Regions from separate parts of the Mus musculus genome. Here all the other regions are linked to region 1. A link is a contact called in public Hi-C and HiChIP or PLAC-seq data. All regions are on one chromosome and are shown on one strand. Each heading gives the region's core, a stretch centred on a gene start, on an enhancer-like site or on the middle of the called end of the contact. The rest is flanking DNA. Distances are from core to core; before and after follow the strand shown. Region 1 overlaps Scmh1 (sex comb on midleg homolog 1). Region 2 has its middle 15 kb from the start of Exo5. Region 3 overlaps Hivep3 (human immunodeficiency virus type I enhancer binding protein 3).

The links. HiChIP or PLAC-seq counts read pairs in DNA pulled down with a chosen protein or histone mark. A called contact is a pair of places that touch in the nucleus more often than the background predicts.
Region 2: a CTCF HiChIP or PLAC-seq map of the NIH/3T3 cell line shows a contact between it and region 1, with 5 read pairs. The contact joins two enhancer-like sites. A contact is called at or near these places in 3 of 39 promoter capture datasets (cranial neural crest, hippocampal neurons and neural stem cells), 1 of 15 datasets of contacts at CTCF or cohesin (the NIH/3T3 cell line) and 1 of 9 other capture datasets (embryonic stem cells).
Region 3: a contact with region 1 is called in a Hi-C map of the C2C12 cell line, with 2.4 times the contacts expected there. The contact joins two enhancer-like sites.

The regions. Positions count from the first base shown.
Region 1 is chr4:120,515,939-120,519,768 of GRCm38.p6, reverse strand. It overlaps Scmh1 (sex comb on midleg homolog 1), which reads right to left. Exons shown (of 18, transcript NM_001379185.1): 14 at 2,692-2,883. Among named protein-coding and RNA genes, the nearest start is that of Slfnl1, 14 kb to the left of the region's middle. Within about 2 kb of position 2,213, at least 115 of the 459 cell types and tissues checked have an H3K27ac peak or open chromatin away from gene starts, as enhancers often do. A contact at or near this core is called in the C2C12 cell line and the NIH/3T3 cell line, where this site is marked.
Region 2 is chr4:120,907,942-120,911,771 of GRCm38.p6, reverse strand. No RefSeq gene overlaps it. Among named protein-coding and RNA genes, the nearest start is that of Exo5, 15 kb to the left of the region's middle. Within about 2 kb of position 1,776, at least 13 of the 459 cell types and tissues checked have an H3K27ac peak or open chromatin away from gene starts, as enhancers often do. A contact at or near this core is called in the NIH/3T3 cell line, where this site is marked.
Region 3 is chr4:120,126,284-120,130,113 of GRCm38.p6, reverse strand. Hivep3 (human immunodeficiency virus type I enhancer binding protein 3) reads right to left here. Exons shown (of 9, transcript NM_010657.3): 7 at 1,752-1,838. Among named protein-coding and RNA genes, the nearest start is that of Edn2, 33 kb to the left of the region's middle. Within about 2 kb of position 1,918, at least 50 of the 459 cell types and tissues checked have an H3K27ac peak or open chromatin away from gene starts, as enhancers often do. A contact at or near this core is called in the C2C12 cell line, where this site is marked.

The DNA.
Region 1 (3,830 bases), core at 964-3,463:
ATCTCTCCAGCCCCTACATTTCTTGAATACAAAAATTAATGTTCTTCTTTCTGCCCTTCCACCACCCTTTCTGCCTCCCACTTTCCCTTCTTCCCTCTTCACTCTTTCTGACGCAGGGTTTCACTGTGTACCTCAGGCTACCCTTTAACGTGTGAACCTCTCCCCTCAAATTCCTGAGGGCTGGGATTACAGGTATGTGCCTGTATTCTATGCTCTTTAAAAGAGGTATGTAGAAAAATATTTTTTTTAAGATTTATTTATTATTGTATCTAAGTACACTGTAGCTGTCTTCAGATGCACCAGAAGAGGGCGTCAGATCTCATTATGGGTGGTTGTGAGCCACCATGTGGTTGCTGGGATTTGAACTCAGGACCTTCGGAAGAGCAGTCGGTGCTCTTAACCACTGAGCCATCTCTCCAGCCCCTAGAAAAATATTTTACTTGTTAGCTGGGCCATGGTGGCACCTGGGAAGAAGAGGCAGGTAGATCTCTGTGAGTTCAAGGGCAGCATGGTCTATAGTCCTAGTTCCAGGGCCACACAAAGAAATCCTGTCTTGAAAAACCAAAACAAACAATCAAGATAAAATTTCACTTGCAGTTAATTCTTGTGTGTTAAATAAACAAAAGTCATGTACATAGATATGTATTAAATATATAGATACCAGTATATGTGTGAACAGTGCAACAGAGCAAATGCTACAAAAAGTTAAAAGTGACTCTTCGTGAAGATGCGTTTTACTTTTGTTGTAATTTTTCTATAGGTTTGAAAGTTTCTAAAATAGAGCAGTGAGAACAGTAAATCTCAGTTCAGGTAAGGAAACTTAACAGGATATGAACTTTTGATGGTTCTCTGTTACATTGTAAGTACATGGTCAGCTGAGCCAAGTCCACAGATGTCGTAGGGCAAGGTGGTGGCAAGGCAGGAAGGGGAAAGGGCTCCAGGAAATGTGGGGGAATGGCAACAAAACAGGTTTAAAGGAAAAACAAACAAAAAAAGCTACAGATACTAATGGGGCTCTGCAGAGGGCCGGTAAATAACCAGAAAAATATAGGTGCCAATGAGGTATCAGAGCAGAGGAACAGGCAGGCAGAGAAGACAAGCTACAGAGAGGAGGAGTCAGAAGTCTAGACAAAGGCCTGGCTTGTCTGGGCACAGTTAAAACTACTAGTAAGAAGTAAACAGAAGGCAGGATGCAAGTAGACAACATGCTGAAACCTCCCATGAAGAACAGCTTGGTGGGCAGAGAGGCTCAGAGTTGGTGCAGCCTGTCTGACATGGGGTTGATGGGACACAGTCACAGCTAGAAAGGGTACCCCTACTCTTCTTCATGACTAGAGGCCCACTGCGGGCATGCCCCCAGCAGCCGCTGTACTTTCCCAGTTCATGAGGGGCAGTGTTCTAAGTTTCTTCTCTTTGTGCAGCTCCCTCTCATGCACCTCCTCTTTCAGATTTCCAGTCAGGCCTTTCATTAGGGAAACAGAGCCCAGGGCTCCCAAATGACAATGGCTGAGAATATTTAACACGTTGTCTTTGTCTGTTCCAACTCCAGCCTATCCAATACAACATTCTAACTGAAGGACTGTTCTTATAGGTTCTGATGTTTAAAAAAAAAAAAAAAGCAATTTAGAGCAGGTAGTTTAAGAAGTTTCCTCTGAAGAAAAGAACCACCTGAGAGGCATGAGACAGCTGCAGGGCCCAGATGTTTGGTTGACATGCAGGCAAAGGAGTAGTTTAGGTATCTTTTCACCTCAAATCACATAAGCAATCCTCATTTGTGGCAGAAGTATAGAGGGGTCAGAGGAGACTGGTTGTGTGGTCTCTTCCCTGAGTACATTCTCTAGAAGTGATACTTTCGTCAGAAGTCTTTTCATTAAGAGTCTGATGAAAAGACATCAGGAAAGGGAGTGTGGGAGTGAGACCCATGCAGAAGCCCCAGGCACCTTTCAGACTCACGAACCTGAGATAGACAGAGTAGCCCCAGGCTGACGTACCTCCTCTCTACTCAGGGCACCATCACAGGTGTCTTTTAAAGAACAATTCCTCCCATTTAACAGCAACCTACCTCTCTCTGTTTGGACCAAGCTTTCCTCCCTCCCTCGGTTCTGTGTCCTGTATTCCAGATCAGAGCTGCCGAGCTCCACTCATTCTTCAAGCACTCTGGGAAGTGCTTAGTCACTGACCTAGCCACGTGGCATCCGCTTTCTCATTGTGGCTCTGGTATGTTAACTAAAAAGTTATTTTCCAGCCTAGTTGGAAACAGCAGGAACTTGAATGGACTTGTTAGACTGGCAATGCTAGAAGTTAGGGCCACATGCCAAAGAAAAGAATGGATGGCCAATCAAAAGGAACAACTTCCTCCATCTCTAGCCTAAGAGTAAACCTTGTAGCTAGCAAAGGAGAGCTGCATGAGGCCTCTGATTCATACTGAGAGATGTGCTGGGGCTTCTTGGGCTGCACAGAAGGAACCCATAGGACAACTTCTCGAGACAGGGGTCCAGAGGAAAGAGAGATTCTAGAGTGACAGCAAAATTCTGAAGACTTAAAGTGGCAGAAACCCAAAACCCCCTAGATTAACCCAGATGTGGCAAGGGTAAAGGGCAGAAACCAGATCTCCGGAGTGTGGGTGCTAGGCTCGCAGGCGCTCCTGGCTGCACAGCCACAGCTCAGCCCAGTCCCCATCCCAGCTCCTACCTGGTAGGTACCTGTCGTGGTTGTGATTATACTCTGTGGCAGTGAGTGATAAGTGAGTCTGTGTAAAGGGCTGGTTGCCAAACAGATTGTCACTTCGAAGGTTGTGGCAGAGCTTCTCCAGGAAACGGAGGACATAGGTGATGCTGTTGACTGCTGGGAGGTTCAGAGTGTGCTGTTCCCGGTCAAACACGGCTGTGGAGTCAAGTACACAAAGAAGTAAGTTGTACAACGATGGGTCGTGCCGGCTGGAGAAGCTCAGCTCATGTGTGTCTTAGGCTTGGCAGGTTACAAAAGGCAGTGCCAGGCTGCTTGCCCACTTGTTTTCTTCCTGCTCTTTTCCTTGCTCAAGGGCTTTGATTTTTGCCTCTAACTCCAAAGGGCGTGTAATCATGGGAGTGCCAGGCCAGGTCTGTTGCACCCTCAGGGCTCTGGTGTGGTCTGACTCAACCTGTGCAAACAACTATGAACATAATGCTATCTGCTTCATCACCTGGCTGGGCCTCTTTCAGGAAGTGCGCTCACCTAGGGTGCTGTGTTCACAAGAAATCTGCCCAACAACAGGGAGGCTATGCCGAAATAATACTGCTGTTGTTAGCAGCGGCCTAGACATACAATTTCCAATCTACATCAGGATACTGGATTTGGACAACATTGGGAAATGTTTCACACTTGTTATTTTTACATACTAATTTCTATCAAAATATTGTCATAATTTTTAAAAAGCAAAAGGCTCATGTAAGTGTCTTTGAGGGAAGTGAGGAAATGGAAATCTGGGGAGATAAATCACTCAAGAAAGTTTTAAAGAGGAAGAACTCTAGGCAGTAGAGGTGAAGAGCAACTGCAGGCAGTTAGGACACCTCAGACCCTGCAGACGGCTGCAAAGGAGGCCAGAGAGTGGTCTGGGCCTCAAGACCTGGTTTGAATGTATCTGCAGTACCCATCCTCCATGCATCCAGTGACTGTCTGGACTTGCCTCTGTAACATTTCTGTTGTCACCCTTCTATAGAGTATGTAGATTTTCTTTTCCACCATTGCAGACATGAGTCTGTTTTCCCTTTTCCTGGCTAGTGTTTGGCAGAAACCTCTGCCACACAGTAAAGGCTCAACAGGTATTTGCTAAAAGGACTATTTGGCTGTTT
Region 2 (3,830 bases), core at 527-3,026, 390 kb before region 1:
TCTTCCAGCCTCTGCCTCCAGAGTGCTGGGATTACAGGTGTGCACTACCACACTCAGTCAGAGGAGACAATAATATTCTTCTTCTTATTATTATTATTGATACAGGATCTCATTATGTCACCCTGGCTGGCCTGGAACTCTCTCTGCAGATCAGACTGGCCTTGAGTTTGCAGAGACCCTGCCTCTGCTTCCAGAGTGCTGGAATTAAAGGCATATCCCACCACAGCCTGTCTGATATTTTAGGACTAGCCTAGATCTTCATTCCTGGGTCCTGGAAGATATCCTTTACCAATCTATGCAATTTCTAGGCAAACATACAGACATAAAGCAGTCAAGACTGCGAGCCCCCACTCTACCAGCCATACAGGTGACACTAGCTAGTGAGCTATGCTAGGCTTTATTTATAAAGGAGCTGGCGGCCACAGTTTGGCAACCTCTTCACAATCCCCTCTCATAGTTATTATTGGCACAGGTGTTGGTCTCATGTGCAGTTCTCAGTGACTCACTTTCGGCAGTCGGTGGAATCTTCAGCGAGGCCTTTTCTTTGGCAGGTTGCTCCTCCCTACTCCGTGAACATTGATGCTTCAACAGCCAGTTTGCTTTTGAAACTGTCTCACCATGTAGCCCTGGTTGATCTGAAACTTCCTATGACTGGGCTGACCTTAAACTCAGAGATCCACCTTCCCATGTCTCCTGAGTGCTGGGACTAAGGGCAGGAGTCACAGTATCCAACCTTGATAAGCCAGTCTTCTGTCATTGTCCCCTCACACCACATGGGCCTGGGGCTGAACTATGGACACTGTGTGACTGATGATGGCTAAATGTGCTGCTATAGTTTTTTGTTTTTGTTTTTGTTTTTTGTTTTGTCAACTTGACACAAGCTGGAGTCATCTGAGAAGAGGGACTCTCAATTGAGAAGACTCCATTAGATTAGCCTGTAGTTCGTTTTTTGTTTTTTTGTTTTTTTTCCTTTTTGTTTGTTTGTTCTCGTCTACCAAAGCTTCAGTCTTTTCAAATGGCTCCTGGCCAGGAATTCCCCGGGAGCAGGATTTGGAACGGATAGTAGTCTCCATCCTATACCATAGACTCCTGTTTTCAGACAACATTTTGAAAATAGGCATTACGGGGGTATAATTACAGATGTAATGTACTCTTTCTGTTGTTTTGCTTGGGGGAGGGTAGGGTGTGGCTAGGTAACCTAGACTATCCTTGAACACTTGATCCTCATACATCAGTTTCCCAAGTGCTGGAATTACAAGCCTAAGCCACCACACTTAGTTTACTAATTGACGTTCCCCACGCCCCCTGCAAATTAGTCTTGAATGTTCTAAAATTTCATGTAATGAAGGCATTTACCCTTTGTGTAATACCTTTCCTTCAGCACGCACATGTTGTTGTCATTTTGACACTTCATCCCTGCTGTTGCTTTTGCAAGCACAGTAGTGTCCTATGGTTGCCCATCTCAATATGCCACAGGTGGATTTTCCCCCACTGTGGGTAGATGTGACAGTTATACATCTGTTACTTCTTCCAATCTTCCTTCCGTTGCCTGTTCTGTCATAGTTCCTTAAAGGTAGTGGTTTTTAACCTTCCTAAAATTGTGACCCGTTAATAGAGTTCCTCATGTTGTGGTGACCCCCCAACCATAAAATACTTAGGCGACTAACAGATGACGCCCCAAAAAGGGTCGACCCACAGGTTAAGAGCAGCGGCTTCAAGTTTCTTTCAATGAGAGCACGACATTTTGTCAGTAGATGGCGCTGCAGAGCCATTGCAGCAGGAAGGAACTTGCATTTCCTTCTGGTGAGTTGTTTTACTCTCCCCGTCTGTGCCAACAGCACATGCATGGGCTATCTGTTTGTGTTTTGCCCCGACTACATGTCCCCATCACATTAACACCTATAAAGATACAACCCTAGTCCAGAGCCGCCTTGAACAATGCTCCCAATGAGGACACTGCCCATCTCAGCTGGCCCGGACATGGACATTCGTGACTCCTGTGTGCCAAGTCTCAGCTTCTGCTCCAGGGTGCTTCCAACACCAGGTCTTGCACCATTCTGTGTGCAAGTAGGTTCATGACTATTCTGGGCACTCGTGTTTCTTCTACCAAGGCTAGCCTTTGTAGCACAGCCGACTTCTTACATTATCGTACATGTTTGCTAACAGGTTTGCGTCACAGCTTTAGGAAGAGTCCCACCTTCCAATTTGTTTCTTTGGGTATCTTCCTTCAGCTTTAGGATAGTCCTTAGGTCATTTTGAACTCGGGGCCTTGTGCGTGCTAGGCAAGTACTCTACCACTGAAGGATACCAGGCTTTTCCCTCTCCTTTTACATCTTCATAGCTGCTCCAATGCTAAATTGATGTGTTTTTCTTTTGTTATTATCTTTTCTTGAGACAAGGTCTCCTATGTAGCCCAGGCTGGCCATGAACTTACCATGATTCTCCTACATCTACTTTGAAGTGTTTGGATTACAGGCATGAGCCTACTAAACTGGCTGGTTTGTTTTAACATTTCCTTCTTAAGCTGGGCATAGTGAGGTATCCCTGGCCTCAGGTTAAACTACACATTGAGTTCCAAAACAGCTTGGGTCACAGTAAAAACATGTCTTAGAAAGAAAAAAAAAAAAAAACGGAATTAATTATATGATTACTTAATAAAGTCCCTCTTTCAAATTTCTACGTGGTTTCAATATTTGGACTGCACTGTAACAGACAGTTTGTAAGTTTGTTTCCATTTGGGGCTTTCATGAGTGGATAAAGCTGTTTTGGATGTTCTCGCCTTTGGGAAGTTGTCTTGTCTTTTCCTCCTTTCTTTCCTTTCTTTCTTTCTATCTTTCTTTCTTTCTTTCTTTTTTCCTTCCTTCCTTCCTTCCTTCCTTCCTTCCTTTCTTTCTTTCTTTCTTTCTTTCCTTCTTTCCTAGAACACTCCCATGTTATTTATTTTTTTTTTGTTTGTTTGTTTTTGAGAAAAGGTCTCACTGTGATGCTCTGGCTGGTCTGGATCTTTTTTTTTTTTTGTAAAATTTAAAATTTTATTGATTTAAATACACCAGCCATTTATAAAATCATGATAATAATTAAATTACAAAATGAGAAAAAGCAAAAGCAAAATCAGCCCACCAAAAGTATAATGGAGCATAGCAAGCAAAATGTTCAGGATTTTATAAGAACAGATCATGCATGTTACTTAATATTAGCACTGACCATTCATTCAGCTCCAGTTAAATATCATTCAACTCAAGGAAGAGCGTCAACAGATGCATTTCTGGGGAATGTGCTATTGCATGTTAATGACCAAATAGTGAGTACATTATCTATTAATAACAAAAATAATCATTATGGGAAAGCATAGTTTAAGTCCCTAACACAGAGTATGAAGGCTGCTGAGAATCAGGTCATAGGCACATTTGCAGCTGAACTTATGCATTGCGTTGTGCACAGCTGCCCTTCAATTATTTCAACTCTTACCTGTGAGTTGCTTGCTTCTAACTGCGCGCATAATGTACTGCTATTCCCACGGTGTCCAGAGGCTGAGGCCACACCCAGGTAGATACTCTCTCACTTAAAACCAAGAAGTAGAAGAATTTTGGATCTTCCGTTCTTGTGACTTAAAATTAGGACTCGGTTAATTTTTTATTAATCTTAGAACCTATTTTCAAACAAGTTCAATCCCATGTTACTTCCGGTTTTGACAGTAGTTATCCATACATAAGTAGAACTTTCTTCGTTCCGTGTTAGGTGGATTTGGGGTTAAAAATTCATTTTTCCAACCATGTGGAGTGATTAATTGCCATTTCTTTTTGTTTGTTTATTTTGTTTGTAGAACATGA
Region 3 (3,830 bases), core at 669-3,168, 390 kb after region 1:
GGCAGGTGGCCAGGGTGGCACTGTTAGCATCTGCACATGAAGGCTGAAGCAGGGTCCTGACTGGGGAGGGAGTTGGGGCCAGCATCTCCTGACATCCATCAAGACAGGCCCCAAAGCCCTTCTTTACTGAGGAGAAAGTGAAGGCCCCCTGTATGAGTCCCAGTGTGGCGGGGATGATGGAAGAAGCCCTCTCCAGACCACACTACTTCAGGCACTCCACATCTGATTCCTGCAGGCATCTAAAGGGTTCCCCTGCCTGCTCAGCACCCCCCCCCCCTTTCCTGATATTCCATATGGGCCTTTTTCTGCCTTTAGTGCTTTCAAATCTAGTGGAAGGCACTGGACAGAACCTTCTGGGTGCAGTTTCTAAGACTGGCCACAGGGTGGCAGTGGCTGACAACCCATTCCTTAGCAGTGTGCTGGAGCTAGGGCATCCTGGCTTGGTGCTCTTCAGGGCAGTTCCTGCTACCAACTCTATGTTTAGGATACCCAGATCCTAATGCCCGTCGCTGGGTCTGCCTTGGTGCATGAAGTAACAACTCCATCCTTCCAGTCTCTTAGGTTACAAAGCTTGGAGCCATCCCTGGCCCTTTCCCTCCCCTCCTCTGCCCTCTATGATGTAGCAGGACCATCTATGGGCTCAGTCTCTGAAAGCATCTGGAATCAGACCACTTCTCACCTGAACTGTGCTCATGTGTCTGGCCTAGATCACATCCCTACACCCCTGCTGGAGTTCTCCGCACACAGGCAGAGGACATATGTATCACTCCCATTATACTCAAGGATAGAGGATAGAGGTCAGCCAAGGCCCCCTGTCTTTCATGGTCCTTCATGGTCCCATGTCTGGGCTTATGTTACAGGGCCCTCGCCAGGACACCATCTATAGTAGCCTGGCATGCATTTTGACAACATGGGGGCCTCACATTATAATTTGTGAAGACAGTGCTTTGAGTGGATTGTTGTAAACATTGGTTTATTCAGTGTTAAAAGAAACATGATCTAACTCTTGTTAGATTGCTTCACAAACAGAAAATAAAAACCACAGCTTTCTCCTTTCTTCTCTGCCCCCCACCCCCCTGACCCACTCCCTTCTTCGTCTTGTCACACTAAGCCCTGACCCTGACTCCTGAGAATCTACAGCTAAGGTTTGTCATTCTATCTGCCGCAGCCCCTCTGGCCTCCCTCCTTACCCGTGTCCCCTGCCTTGTCTGCTATCAGTCTGCCTCTAGCTTGTTTCTGATGCTGGAGGACCATAGTCAGGTTGTAGTGATGTGTCAGGGCCGAGAAGGGATGGACCTACCCGATCTAGCTTTGCCTTTCTCAGTGACACTCGCAGTCCCACAGACCACATTGCAGGTTCCTATCAGAAGAGACTTCTAGTTAAGTGCCTGAAGATCTATCCAGGTCCCACTAAGACAACTCAAGGCACGTGTTTAGACTGTGCTTGGCACACACTGGGTGCGCCGAGTTCCCGTTGGGGCTGGCTTTCTGCTGGAACACTAGGTTATACTGAACTGCACAGTGACTGGCTCTGTGGCACTGGGGAGCATTTTATGAATTTAACATTTGCTGCTTCCCAGTTGTTCAGCAAACTAGAAGGGAGGACATAGAAGGGAAAGATGGTGGGAGGGAGAGAGAGGAAGGGGAACAGTAGTAGAAATGAGGGTGTCTGGAAAGGGGGAAGGTCAGGGGTAAGGGGGAGGGATGTGAAGTGGAGAGGGAGTTAGGGAAAGAGGAGGTTGGTACAGTACCTTCTTCGGCTTCCAGCTCCTCCAGCACCCCCGTCTCTTGGCACTTTTTGCTGTGGGCTTTCGACTTCATGTGCTTAGTCAGATTCCCTGGAAAGAAATGAGAACAGACTCATGGCCTGGTGGTAGGGGGAGGGCAATACACAGCTGCCAGGCCACAGCTCCTTACACAAGTGCCGAGGGCTGGGCAGGGGCCAAGGCCTCCTGTGCTCCAGCATGCAGCCAGACTATGCAACTGTAACTGCTACAGAAGGTCAAACACAGGAGCTGGGGCAGGGAGGGCATGCAGCTGGGGGGGAGGGGGCAGGGTACAGTGAGAACCAGAGATGCTGGTTAAAACACAGAGAAGTTGAAAGACCACTCAGGTGCATTTTTTTTCTTCTGCTTCTGTCTTATGTTTGGGCCCCGGGGCTGGTGGCACACTCAGATAAGATGATTTGCAATCTTAAATGCTGGAGTGACATGGGATTCTCATGACTAATACAGTAGCTGCGGGCTGAGAAGTTCTTCTGACCGAGTATACTACAATCAGGCCAATCCTTAGGGTCTAAGCAGAGAAAGCAGGGCATGGTTCCTTGCAGGAGCAGTGAGGTGAGCAGCAAGGGACATGAGCCCCACAGGCTCTGGGACGCAGGCTGGGACTGTCTTAGGGACAGCCCCCTCTCTGGGGCACAGTGCAGACAGAGGACTAGAGTGCTATGGGAATGGGTTGTCCAAGGCTCTGTGAAGCCCTGAGGTACTGCCCCAAGTTGTAGGCCTGGCCCCATAGGCTGGGGAACTGGAGCGATAGCTTCTGAGGCCAGGGTAACAACAACAGCAACAGTGATGTCAGGTTCTCCATGGTGCACACCTGTGACAGGCTGCAGGGTGAGGAGCTCTGTGGACAGCAGGTTCAGGGAGGAGAGGCTAAGCTCCCTGTCCTGTCCCCAGAGAACACAGACAGACGTCACAGGAAGTTCCTTTGGGTTGTGCTCTGAGGACTGTTGTATTTCCACATGGCTGATCCTATAACATGTCTGAAGCTCCCGGGGTCAGGTACGCTGTCCCATGAGCCTTAAATTGTTGAGTCTGAATGGATGGACGGAAGGAGGTAGAATGGAAAGATGGAGTCTCTGGGAACGAGTGCACAGGGGGACGAGGTATGGCGAATGGAGGAACATGGAGAGAAAGATAGAAGCATGAGGACAGATGGACACTGGAGGAGAAGCCGATGGCAGGCAGGCAGACAGAGGAGGCAAGGTCCACGGGGAAAAATAAACAGGGGAACTGGTGGAAGTTGGCCTGTAAGCAGATGGAAAGATGGGCGGCTACATGATCGGAGGATGGATGTCCACACGTGGGAATGTATGGGAGGCCAGTCCAGAGGGGAAAAGGAGAATGGGCAGACAGATAGAGCCGGGGGTGGGGACAAGAAAACCTGTGTGTGTGTGTGTGTGTGTGTGTGTGTGTGTGTGTGTGTGTGTGTGTGCGTGGGGGGGGGGCGCATGAACAGGGACACTGTTAGATGAGTAGACAGGAGACAGAGCTAATGGGAAGAGAGATGGACAGACAGATGAACATAGCCTAACCAAGGGTGATCTCCACTCAGAAACGTCAGGTTTTCGGCTGAGGCTGCTGGGGAAGCACAAGTGAGATTGGGTGAATACGATGGCCAAGACTAGAGAGGACTAACTCCTTCTCTTCCCACTCATCATCCAACTCTACCCTGCCCAGCTTGGGCCTCCTTCCTGCACCTGGATGGAGAGCTCCCGAGCCAGTCGCATGCCCTTCATGCTCATTGTCTGAGCGAGCAGCAGGTGAGACGAGAGAGCTGTAGGCCAGAGATCCCAACTGCCCTGAGGTTCCCGTTCTTGAGTCCCTTCTCTGACTACCCTCAGTCACACCGGTGACATTTGCCATATACGTTATACCTGTAGAGTTTAGATTTCTAGTCAACCAGGCTAGACACACCGCTAGAGCAGTGTTTGTAGTCTCTCAAGAAATGCACTCCAGGAGAAAAGTGGTGGGTGGGATTCCACAGACCATGTCTTTCAACCCACTAGGCTCAGTTCTTCTGTTTCTAATTTAACTCTGGGCGCAGGT